Linked DNA regions of Sus scrofa: region 1 is linked to region 2. Evidence: chromatin contacts called from public HiChIP or PLAC-seq data. All regions are on one chromosome and are shown on one strand. Each heading gives the region's core, a stretch centred on a gene start, on an enhancer-like site or on the middle of the called end of the contact. The rest is flanking DNA. Distances are from core to core; before and after follow the strand shown.

Region 1 (5,675 bases), core at 1,504-4,003, 170 kb after region 2:
GCTTCCTGGTTTCTGATTGCCTCTTGGATTTGCTGCATATATATGTCCTGATTTCTTTCCTGTTCTGTCTTGGGGGCTTTGCCTTTGAGCCTTTCTGAGCTCTGAATTGCAAACTTGGCCTTTGATCTCAGGTGCCATCCTAAGCATAGGATCGGGTTATATGCGCCACGTTGGTTCCTTGGACTTGGTTCTCCTCATCTTTGCATCTAATCCTGGCTGTACCATACACCTCCATTTTTGACTTAGGGCCACAATCTGCCAGTTCCACGGAGTCAGGGAAGAATGACCATGATGGCTCCATTGGAAATGATTTCAAATCTCTGCAATAGGTAAGGTCATTATTAATGCATGCTCATCTACTTCATTCGTCTAGTTTGATTCCCTTCCAACACTGCTTTGTACTCAGCACTGTAACTAAAAACTCTAATTTATATGGAATAAAGGCCCTCTACCATCTAGACCTGACTTTCTGGATCTTATTCTATTCTTCATGTACCTGGTGCTCCAGCCTAGCTGAACTTGATTGTTCCCCAGGAAGCCATTAGCCATGCTGTGCTAACTTCCTTTCTTTACTACATTTTCAATGTCTAGAAGGATTTTTAAATAGCAGCTTCTTTTCCTTTACCCACAAATCCAAATCCTACCAGTCTTTTAAAGCAGTGTTTCTCAAACCTGTAACATAAAAGAAATTCTTACAATTCTAGAGAATATATTTTCTGACAGGCAAGGGTCTAGAGACCACAGTTTGAAAAGCACTGATAGATGAAGCTAGAGAAACCTGAAGACCAATTCTATGAAAATCTCTTTCAGTTGCAAATTATCACTTTTTTTTTTTTTTTTTTTTTTGGCAGTGCCCCTGGCACGCACAGGTTCCCAGGCCAGGGATCAAACCCTGTGCTGCAGCTATAACCAGAGCTATAGCAGTGACTCTGGGTCCTTAACCCATTGAGCCATGAGGGAATGCTGCAAACTATCACTTTTAAGAGTATTTTTCTTTATAAATAATAAAACAATTTGTACGTTGTCATTAAAGTGAAAACTAAAATTTTAGGTATCAAAGAACTCTAATTGTTATCTCCAGGTCTAGGATCCCAGTTTGAGAAACACTTCTGTAAGGCACCACTTAAACACACTGACCCTGGAAAATGTTCTTTCATTACTCCAGGGAAATAAAATTTCCTCTTTTCTGAATTATTTAGTATCTAATCACTTTCTGCCCTGGAGTAGCTAATAACATGTAGGCAATATTTTTTTTCTAGAAAAACCATAAGCTCTTTGAAGGCAGGAACAATACTTTAATCATTTTTTAACTCCACCAGTCCTTAGCAAATATTGGATATAAGGTCTGTATTCCATCTTATTTCATAGTCCAAATCTCTTAAAAAGGTTTCACTCTTCTGTGGTACACATGCACAGAACAAACCCTACTATATTACGGAAATAGCTCTACTATAAATTTTAAAAAGTTCAGAAGTTGTCTTAAATATTAGGGAAAGTCCAAGTTATAAAATTCAAAAATTTTAAAAGTGCCACAAAATATGTCTGCTCTGTGTTCATAGTAACAGGAACAATTTTTTTGAATGACTAGTAGGTAAATAATTAAAATTTCAGGATAAACAAAAAAATCAAAATGCAAGGTTAGTAGGAGAGGCCTTCTTAATTTCTACATGGTATTATAAAGATCATATGTCCCTAATTCAACTTTTATTGAATGTCCTCAAGTTTTCAACAAGTATATTTGAGGAAACTTCCTCGGACACTTTGGCGAGGATTCATTAAGTCATCAGGAATGCTAACAGGGGCTGGTTTTTACAGAGAAAAGTCTTCTCTCATGTAGTATTTAGATGAGTCTGAGATAGCACATAGTGAAAGCAAAGAGCACTGGAGGAATCCACTCTGTGTGTCACCTAGGCAAGCTGAAGTCAGTTCATTTAAAAATAAGTAATGGATTATGGTTTACTAAGGTCTCTTTTAGATGGCCCTAAGTAAAAATGGCTTGAGAGAGGTTATTTCTTTGGGCAGGACGGTTTATTTTTCCCCGAGTATAAAAAGGGCAATAAACTCTGTATCGATATTTGAGTCTTCCTACCGCCTGCCCTTTTTAGGGCTGAGTTAAGAAAAAACGGGTTGTTCCCTTTTTGGTGGGTCCTTCTACAAGAGGGCTCCTGGCCAGGTCCGGCCCCCACCCTCGATAACTGCCCAAGGCCAAGCGACACTGGGGGCGAAGCTGGCCCCACGTCCCCACTCCCCAGTGGGAGCGGTGTGACTTGCGAAGGAGATTAGTCCCTGGTCATAAACAACCTCTCACTTCCCCTCCCCCGCCCCGGGCCCGCCCGCGCTGGGGCCGGCCCTCCGAGGCCCATGGAACCTCCTCCGACGACCGCGGGCCTGCTCCCGACTCCTAACCAGGCGTTTGATTGCTTTACTCATCCCCTCCTCATTCGCGCACCCGGGAAGGGGCTCGCTACAGCGACCTCCAGATGGGCGCTCAGACCAGTCTCCATCTCCCTTTCCCCGACCCCTATCACCTCCAACAGCCAAGGAGAGGCCGCCAGCCCTGATGCGCAGACGCACAGCGGCAGCCGCCTAGAGCGCGCTGACGCGGCCCCCGCCCTGATCCCGCGGTCCTTCCGCGGTCCATCCCCGCCCCTTCCCGGAGCCCGCCTCCGCGTCACCGGCCCTCCTGCTCGCCTCTCGCGCTCGCTCTCGCGCGCACCCGACGCCCCGCCTCCGCGCGTGCTCCGTAACTGTTCCCGGAGCCGGCCTCCAAGCTTCCCCCGCCCCTGGGCTGTTTGAATATGCTAATAAGAAGCTAGGGACCAGCCAATAGAACAGTGGGGCGGTGCATCACGTGGCTCGAGGACGTGTCAGAAGGCGGAGCTTCTGCAGCCCCTGCCCGAGTTAAAACCGGAGTGTGAGAGAGAAAAGCGCTTCAGTAGCGAGAGGGGCTGAGAAAGTGGTGACACCGCCGGGGTGCGGAGGGAGTCCCTGAAACTTCTCCCAACAGCCCCAGGGCCAATCTCCCCTCAGCCCACTCCCCTCGTCGCCAGCTCCCAGGTCCCCACTCCCTGCACCGGGGGTGGGGTAGGGAGCCAGGCCCGTCTCCCGCTGGGACACACACAGGGGCCGGGAGCGGGGACGGGACCCCCGAGGCGGGGGGGACGCACCGACAGACAGACGGCCGGGCGCCCGCCCCTGCGGGCAGGCAGGCAGGAGGAGGCGGAGGCGGGGGTACGAAGGGGAGGACTGGGTCTGGGGAGTTTCCTCTCAACTATCGGGGGAGAAACTCCCCGCAGCCGGAGGAAAGACCCAGACGGTGTTTTCCTCCCGGGGGCCGCGCTCCCCCGCCCCGCGTAGCGGCGGTCGCCGCCGCCGCCACCGGCGCCTCCACCTCTATCATCTCTTTCTCCACCACCTCGGGCCCCGGTGTCCCCGGCCAGCACTATGCCCATCTTACTGTTCCTGATAGACACGTCTGCCTCTATGAACCAGCGCAGCCATCTGGGCACCACCTACCTGGACACGGCCAAAGGCGCGGTAGAGACCTTCATGAAGGTACCGACTGACCGAGCCCGGGCGGCGACCCCGGCCCGGCGGCCCGCGGGCGGCAGGGGTGGGGGAGGGCGGCCGGGGGCGGCGAGGCGGAGGTGTCGGGGACCTGACTGCGGGAGCTGCCGGGCTCGGGGACCCCCTCCCCCACCGCGCGGGCGGGCGGGCAGGCGCTGCGAGCCGGGCTCGGCCCGGGCCCGGGCTCCGGCCCCGGGCGGTGTGTGGGGGCCGATCTGTGTGTGTAGGGCGGCGTGGAGGGGTGGCCGCGGCGTGTGCGGTACTGTGGGGGGCGGCGGGGCCGCTGGCTCCCCTTCTCCGCCTGGTAACCTCGCCTCTGTGCTTCTCTCTCGCCCGCCCTGTTCCACCTCCCGTCCCCCACCCGCTCTCCCGCAGCTCCGTGCCCGGGACCCTGCCAGCAGAGGAGACAGGTATATGCTGGTCACTTTCGAAGAGCCGCCCTATGCTATCAAGGTAACAGCCCTCGCCCTCCCCCTTCCCTTCCCTGTTCCTTCCTCTCTCGCCCTCCCCGCCCCCCCATTCACCCTTCATTATGCTCCCCTCCCCCACCCGCTGTGCTCCAGGCGCTGAGGTCCTTTCCCCTGCGGGCTCCCACCCCCTCCCCCGCTCCGGAGCGTCCTGGCGCGGCGCGGAGTCGCCGGGCCACCGCCGTCCCCTCCCCAGCCCGACCCAGCGGCGGCGGCGGCGGCGGCGGCGGCGGCGCTGCGATCAACATGGCCGACATTTCCCCTCCGCGGCGTGAGCGGCAGCAATGAACTGTGGGGGATATTTATTCAAGTTAGCCCGAGTGACAGCCGGGCCCGGCAGCGCCGAGCCCGGGTTTGCATTAAAGGGGAATCGGCCCGAGGCTCGGGCGGGCCGGCGGGGCGGGGGCGGGGGGCTGCGGGACCGGGTGTCCGGATTCTCCCCGAGAGGGCCTCGGGCGGGTGGGACAGCTCTAGGGGAACTTCAGAAGTCCCGCTCACTTTTGCTTTCCACCAGTACCTTCGCTTCCCCGAGTATTGGGTATTAGGTTGGGGAGTACATTTCCTGGGGAAGTTACAAACTATGAAGACTGGTAGCGAGGGAAAGCTGTAGAGCCAGCAGGTTTATTCTTGGCCACCTTTGGAAGAGACTTTCCTCGGCACTGATACGGTATTGACACGTTACCCAAAACCATACAGTACAGTGGAGCAGCTACTTGGTGAACGGCAGATTGTAACGGCCGTCCATGTATACAGGGCTTAAAAGATGGGAAAAAAAAATTCTTACATTTTTCTTTTCAGGCCGGATGGAAAGAAAACCATGCAACGTTTATGAATGAACTGAAAAACCTTCAGGCTGAAGGACTTACGACTCTTGGCCAATCCCTAAGGACAGCTTTTGATTTATTAAATTTAAATAGATTAGTAACTGGCATAGACAACTATGGGCAGGTAGGTTGTATATTAAGGTGGAAAAACAGTTGATTTTTAAAAGATTTTTTTTGGTTGGAAAAGCAATCCAGTCCAAAAAGTATAAAACATGAAATACAACTCTAAAACATTTCAGATTAAAATACAATATGTACATTATACAAAAGTGAAACTGATTACACCTTATGGTTTTATAGCCCTCACTTTTTTTTCCTTTTCTTAAAATGTGTTGTATTCAGGGTTTGAGCCTGAATTCTTTGCTATAAAGTTAGACATGAATTTAGTGTTAATCCCTCGAAGTTCACTCAGGAAACAACAGGGAAAACATCCTGCCTCACCACACTCAGTGACTCTGATAGTCTACCCACAGGCGCTTGTGCAATGACTTACAGACACTAGTTGATGAGTGGTCTTAAAATGTTAGAGGAAATTATTCTATTTGTTGTATCAGAGTTTAATTTAACCATACTGTATAATGAGGTTCTGAAAAGTAAAACAGTTTTCATTGGGATGCAATAACTGGCTGAGACCATTAGGATTTCTCGGTTTTTGAAGTATATACAATAAGCCACTCTGCAGGAAGAATTCTGAAGCCATTCTTGAATGAAAGGGCAGGTCCAGAGTTGGGGTTTTTTTTGGTTGTGTGTTTTTTTGTTTTTTGTTTTTAATTTGAAACCCCTGAAAAAGTGACTGTTTGAACTTATGAACGAACCC
Region 2 (5,641 bases), core at 565-3,064:
CAAATAATAATAATAATATGCCAAAGAGACATACTTTGGGGAGGCAAATACTGCTCCCTAGAAGTGTTAGGCCGAGGCGGCAAAGACTGCTGCTTGTCTACACCAGATTCACGGCTCTTCTTCCTCAGCGGCATTTATACTGATCTGAGAGAGGTGGGCAAGGCACAAAGGCTGGTGGGGAAGACAAGACTTCAGGCTAGACCACATGCTTCGCAGAGTGTATGCGCTAGAGATGCTATGATAAACGAACAAAGAAGAAGTCTACTGGGCTTTCCAGGGGACGGTTTAGCCCAAAGAGTCCCCACCATGGCTTCCAACAAGCCCACAGGGTAGGTAGGATGGTTAATGTGACCTTACAGATGAGGCTTCTGAAGCACAGAGGCCAGGCCGCACCCGGCCACAGTGTGAGGCCTGAGGCCGTGTGCACTTCCTCAGCCACGACACCCCGCAGAACTGCTCCCTGATACGGCAGGTGAGGAAGGGAGGAAAATACGGTGAGTTTCATTTCATCGCACTGGGTTTAAAATGACGACAGATCATCTGAGCAGCTTGTCACAGGAGGGTTAGATAAAGGCAGCACTGCGCTTTGGGCACCAAGCTTGTCCCACTCTCATACCATTAGCTGAACCCATGGTCTTCCAGATGCATGAGTTACTTTTAAATATATTTTAAAAACATGGTGTGTACATACACATATGTATGTGTTCGTAAATGCATATATGAACGCATACACTTTTTTTAAAAAGAAAAGTGTTCCTAAAAATCCTGGTTTAAAAGAACACATATCAACACACTTAGTAGAGATTTGTTTCAAGATTTTTTTTTAAATAGGTAGCAGGATAATATTAGTTTTAATTTTAATAATAGTACCACACATTTCTACAGCAATAACAGCCTCCAAAACACCGTGCGTACACATTTAATGCTCACAAACCCCTATGAAATAGAAACCATCCTTTAGAGATGAAAATGCAAGGCCCAGAGAGCTTAAGCGATGTGTCAGGAACTAGTGAGTGGATGCAGTTATTTTAGATTCCGTGCTCTCTTCACTAAATATACTGCTTTCCTTACACCAACATGTATCTGGCAATTGATATACTTAACAATCTAGAAATAAAATGCTGGGAGTTCCTGCTGTGGCAGCATAGGTTGAGGATCCTTAACCCACTGATTGAGGCCAGGGATAGAACCCACATCCTCACAGATACTAGTCAGGTTTGTTTCCATTAAGCCACAATGGGAACTCTGAAAAAATATAAAACATTTTCCAAAAAATGCTATGAAAGTATCTGTTCTCTTATATTCACAGGTGTAATAGCAGTTTAAAAAAAAAAAAATACTGCGTCCTAGAGCTCAAAAGTACATTTTCAATGGCTAAGAATGTCTTAGATAAATGTAAATTCCACTATGAAAAGAAAAGTTAGTACTCATTTCCCCACAAATTATATTTTAAAAGCCCCACAACAAGCTTTTTATAGTAAGTGAAAACTTTTTTTTTTTTTTTTTGGGCTGCACTCATGGCATGAGGAAGTTCCTGGGCCAGGGATTGAACCTGCACCACAGCTGTAACCCAAGCCACAGCACTGACTACGCCGAGTCCCTTAACCACTAGGCTACAAGGGAACAGTAGTAAAAACTTTCTTCCTAGGGGAAAAAAAAAAAAGAGAGAGAAAAAAAACAGCTGTGATTAGAGTCGGCGTTAAGCCAGCAGAGGTCAGTGTATTGGAGAAGAAAAAAAGCATGACGGTGCTGAAATGTACACACAGAACCCGACGCAGCGCTGCACTGCCCAGCTTGCCACCTCCTGTTTGCCTCTCCCCCTGCCTTTTCCTCTCCCCCAAGTTCTTAAGCATCAGGCAGAAGCTGACACAGGGGAGAGGCAATGCTCATCTTAAAATCAGTAAGACAAGGGGCCTCCAGGGGGCCTCAGTCAGTCCAGCAGCTGAGCTACTTTGAAAATAGCATAGTCTTATCTATGTCAGACATAGCTGACCACATTTCAACAAATAAAAATTACACTTAAATATTAGCCTTAAATATTACTCCTTATGCCTAAAAAAGTGCTTTTAAGGTTAAAATAGATGTTAGATAAACTGCAGCATTTATCAAAACTCCCCTATCATCAGAGTTGGTTGGCTCCTTAACTGAGTTTGAAGTACAGCCAGAGGAAACCACATTTTATCATACTCGGCATCTGCCATGGGGCCAAACCCCACACCAGCTCCTAAACCGCTGTTCATCATTTATGATATATCAAAAGGATCGGTCCAAAATTCCTCCCTCCAGTTCTCTGATTAGACCTGCACAGCAGCCTCGTGCAGAAGGGCAGCAGCCCAGCTGCCCGAGAAATCTCAACACCGTGTGAGTGAGACAATGGAAGGAACTAGAAGTCCTTCATTTTACAGCTCCAGCATCCATTAGCCCTCTAAAGAAAAGAAAGGGAGTGGTGTTCCGTGCGGCCTCCCAGCCCACCCAAGACCCTCCAAAGAACCCAAGCCAGCGCCTGTCTAGGCTGCACCCGTAACCAGGACACGTGTGTCCTCCGCACAGGCAGCCTTCAGCCCAGCAGCCAACAGGGTCGCACAGAGGGGTCAATCAAGACGAGGAGCCAGACATGCCCTTTACGAGATCCCCCAAATTTTCATTGGTGTGACTCCCTTGTTTGGACCTGTGCTGAGACACACAGTGGCCGTACAGTTTAGTTAGACACAGCTGCTGAACTGCGTGTGCATGTGAGTCAGTGCATGGACACACTCATTTACACATATGGCCGAGCACCACACCAGGTCCACCCTCCCACAACCGCTCCAGGAACATACCCTGTGTTCTGGATTCCATCCTTAAGTCCATTCATACCAGCGGAAACTGGAACAACTTGGATTTTCGAAGCCTCTTAAAAATCTAGAAGTTAGGAACTCTGCCCCAAATCCCCACAAGGGCTTATGCATTCAATCACTGACTTGATCATTAATTCATTCAACAAACATTTACTAAACACCTACTGGGTACTAGTACGTGATAGGCACAAAAACAAAAAGCCATCTCGGCAAGGTAAGATCTACGTGAGGGAGAAGCCCACGCTGCTGCAGGAACCCCAGAGAGCATCTCACTCGGCCGATGGAGCCGGGTAAGGCGATGGCGGAGCAAACTTCCCAGAGATGATGCTGTTGGAAACGCAGGATGAGGGCGCATGTGCCAGAGGACAGGGTGAGAGGGTGGGGCACGTTCCTGGGAGGAGGTGGGGAGCAGGAGGCAGCAGCAGGGGGCGAGGGGGCAGCAATGAGAAAGCGGCCTGGACAAAGACGCAGGCAGGAGGCCACTGAGGGCTTCACGTGTCCCGCCAAAGAGTCTGGGTTTTACAGAGGATGACGGCTGCTGGAGGATAAGCAGCCGGTCATAGCATCCTAGTATTTTTGTGTGTTTGAGGGAAGCCTGGAAGAAGCCTGGTTACCCTGAAGTAACCAGTTAGAAGGATGTGGGCACTAAACCAGGCAAAATAGGATGAGGCCCCAGAAGAGAGAAGAGGCCAAATTTCTGAGCATTTAGGAAGGAGAAGCCTGGTGCACAGGAACAGTGGTGCCATTCATCAATACGCGATTTTTGTGGAAGGCACTAGTGACTTCGTCTTGAACGTGCTGCACTTGGAGACTGAATTAGGGCTGTCGAGGAGGGAACCAACTGCCTGCCTGCTTGGACTCCAAGGGCAAGACCTACCCGAAAACTAAGATCTGGGAGTCACCAGCACATAAGCAAGAGACTGAAGTCACTGGTGAAGAAGGAAAGAGAGCTAAAGACAAACCCCTGAATAAGACCAAAAGTTAGGGGGTGTAGAACGGAAAAGATCTGCGAAGACCTTAGTATGGGCCACCAGGGAAGCAGAAGAAAAACCCTTTACTTCGCAGCCCCAGCACATGTCCTCATTTTGGGTACAGAAAATTAAGGTCACCATAAACATACCTAAGAACGGAACCAAATTCACAGTGAGAACGTGCCCACAATAAAAAAAACTATCTATATAGGTCACTTTTCTGAGGGAAGAGGGAAGACTGGGGGTGGTAACAAACAGGAGACCACAGGTTGCTAAGCTACTGAGTAAAATAAGACGGGGCGTCTACTCATGTCGAAATCCAGGCTTTTAAAAATGTGCCCTAGAATGATGCAACCTTCATTAGTTACCATAGCGATGAGCTTCATTTCCCAGGGGACAATTGTTATTTTTGCCACCACTGAAGGAACTTGGGGGGAGGTGGGAGGGGAGAGTGAATCCCACTGTGATGTGAAGACCCTGGATTTGCAAGGAATACTTTTCTAATAGACGGCACATGACAATCTCAATTCGAACGCAAGTCAGTTCCTGGCAATCTACAAACTAAGAAAAACTTTTGAGCAAGGGGATGTCCGTCAAAGTCTTTTTGTAGTTTTTACAGCTTTCAAGGGAAAAAAAAAAGTGCCTCTAGTACAGAGAATATTGTGGAAATTCCTAGATACCAGAGTTGATTTTCGTCTATGATTCTCTGTAGTAAGAACGACGAGATTCTCGTTATATGCAGTCAGATCACATGTAGTAAATAAACGAAACCCAATCTTCTGCAAAACGCTGTATCTCTGTCTTGAGAGTTTTTCCAGGCAAAGACAGAGGCTGCAGTGTGGTGTGAAGGAAGGCGGCTGGGGTGTCAGAGCCGGGGGCTCAAGCTGGGAGCTCTCCAGCTCCGAGACCACACTGCCAAGCAGCTCAGTTCCAAATGCGAACCACCTCACCACACTGGACCTAAACAACGCTGCTGAACCACACACACCTGGATTTCTTTTCCCACGGCTGCAGCAAGCTAGCACACACAAACACCTGGATTTTATTCTCCATAGCTGTAGCAACCTAGCAACTGGTGGCTGGAGAACAGGTGTGGTTGTTTTACATTTCAGCACCTTGAGCTCTGAATGGTATCCCTGCTCTAAAACAAAAACGTTCTTTTGGTCATTTGCAGGCCTGTGCTTCATCAAGGGTACTTATTACAGCCATTCTCCCACAACATTTTAAACAGCTGGGTCGTTTCTCTCCAACTAAGGTCGTGAAAGGCCTTTACAATTAAGGATTGCCAAAAAATCACAATCCAGTGGCAATACCTTGTTCTTTAAAATTCTAATGATAGCCATCACTATTAAGTGCCTGCTGTATGCCAGGTATTTTGCACACAGTATATTTTTTAAATTTTATTATAGTTGATTTACAGCAAAGTTATACATATATACAGTTACACACACACACATTCTTTTTGGTATTCTCTTCCATCGTGGCCTATCCCAAGAGCCTGGATCTAGTTCCCTGTGCTATACGGTAGGACCTAGTTGCTTGTCCTTTCTAAACGTAATAGTTTGCATCTATGAATCCCAAACTCCCCATCCATCCCTCTCCCTTGCCCCTCCCCCTTGACAACCACAGGTCTGTTCTCTATGTGAGTCTGCTTCTGTTTCGTAGATAAGTTCACTTGTGCCACGTTTTAGATTCCACGTATTAGTGATATCATAAGGTATTTGTCTTTCTCTTTATAACTTGCTTCACTTAGTATGAGAAGCTCTAGTTGCATCCACGTTGCTGTGAATGGCATTTTGTTCTTCTTATGGCTAATATTCCATTCTATATATT

Evidence for each region. HiChIP or PLAC-seq counts read pairs in DNA pulled down with a chosen protein or histone mark.
Region 1: a contact with region 2 is called in an H3K27ac HiChIP or PLAC-seq map of alveolar macrophages. The contact joins the promoter of INTS6 here to the enhancer-like site in region 2. A contact is called at or near these places in 9 of 47 Hi-C or Micro-C datasets (blood, embryonic fibroblasts, heart right ventricle and 5 more) and 2 of 2 datasets of contacts at active chromatin or transcription factors (alveolar macrophages and skeletal muscle).

Annotation. Positions count from the first base shown.
Region 1 is chr11:16,372,523-16,378,197 of Sscrofa11.1, forward strand. It overlaps INTS6 (integrator complex subunit 6), which reads left to right and starts at 2,754. Exons shown (of 19, transcript XM_021065287.1): 1 at 2,754-3,555; 2 at 3,943-4,020; 3 at 4,833-4,982. The coding sequence starts at 3,445.
Region 2 is chr11:16,201,192-16,206,832 of Sscrofa11.1, forward strand. All of the region lies in intron 1 of WDFY2 (WD repeat and FYVE domain-containing protein 2), which reads right to left. Among named protein-coding and RNA genes, the nearest start is that of WDFY2, 69 kb to the right of the region's middle. Within about 2 kb of position 1,815, at least 28 of the 83 cell types and tissues checked have an H3K27ac peak or open chromatin away from gene starts, as enhancers often do. A contact at or near this core is called in alveolar macrophages, liver, mesenteric adipose tissue and 2 more, where this site is marked.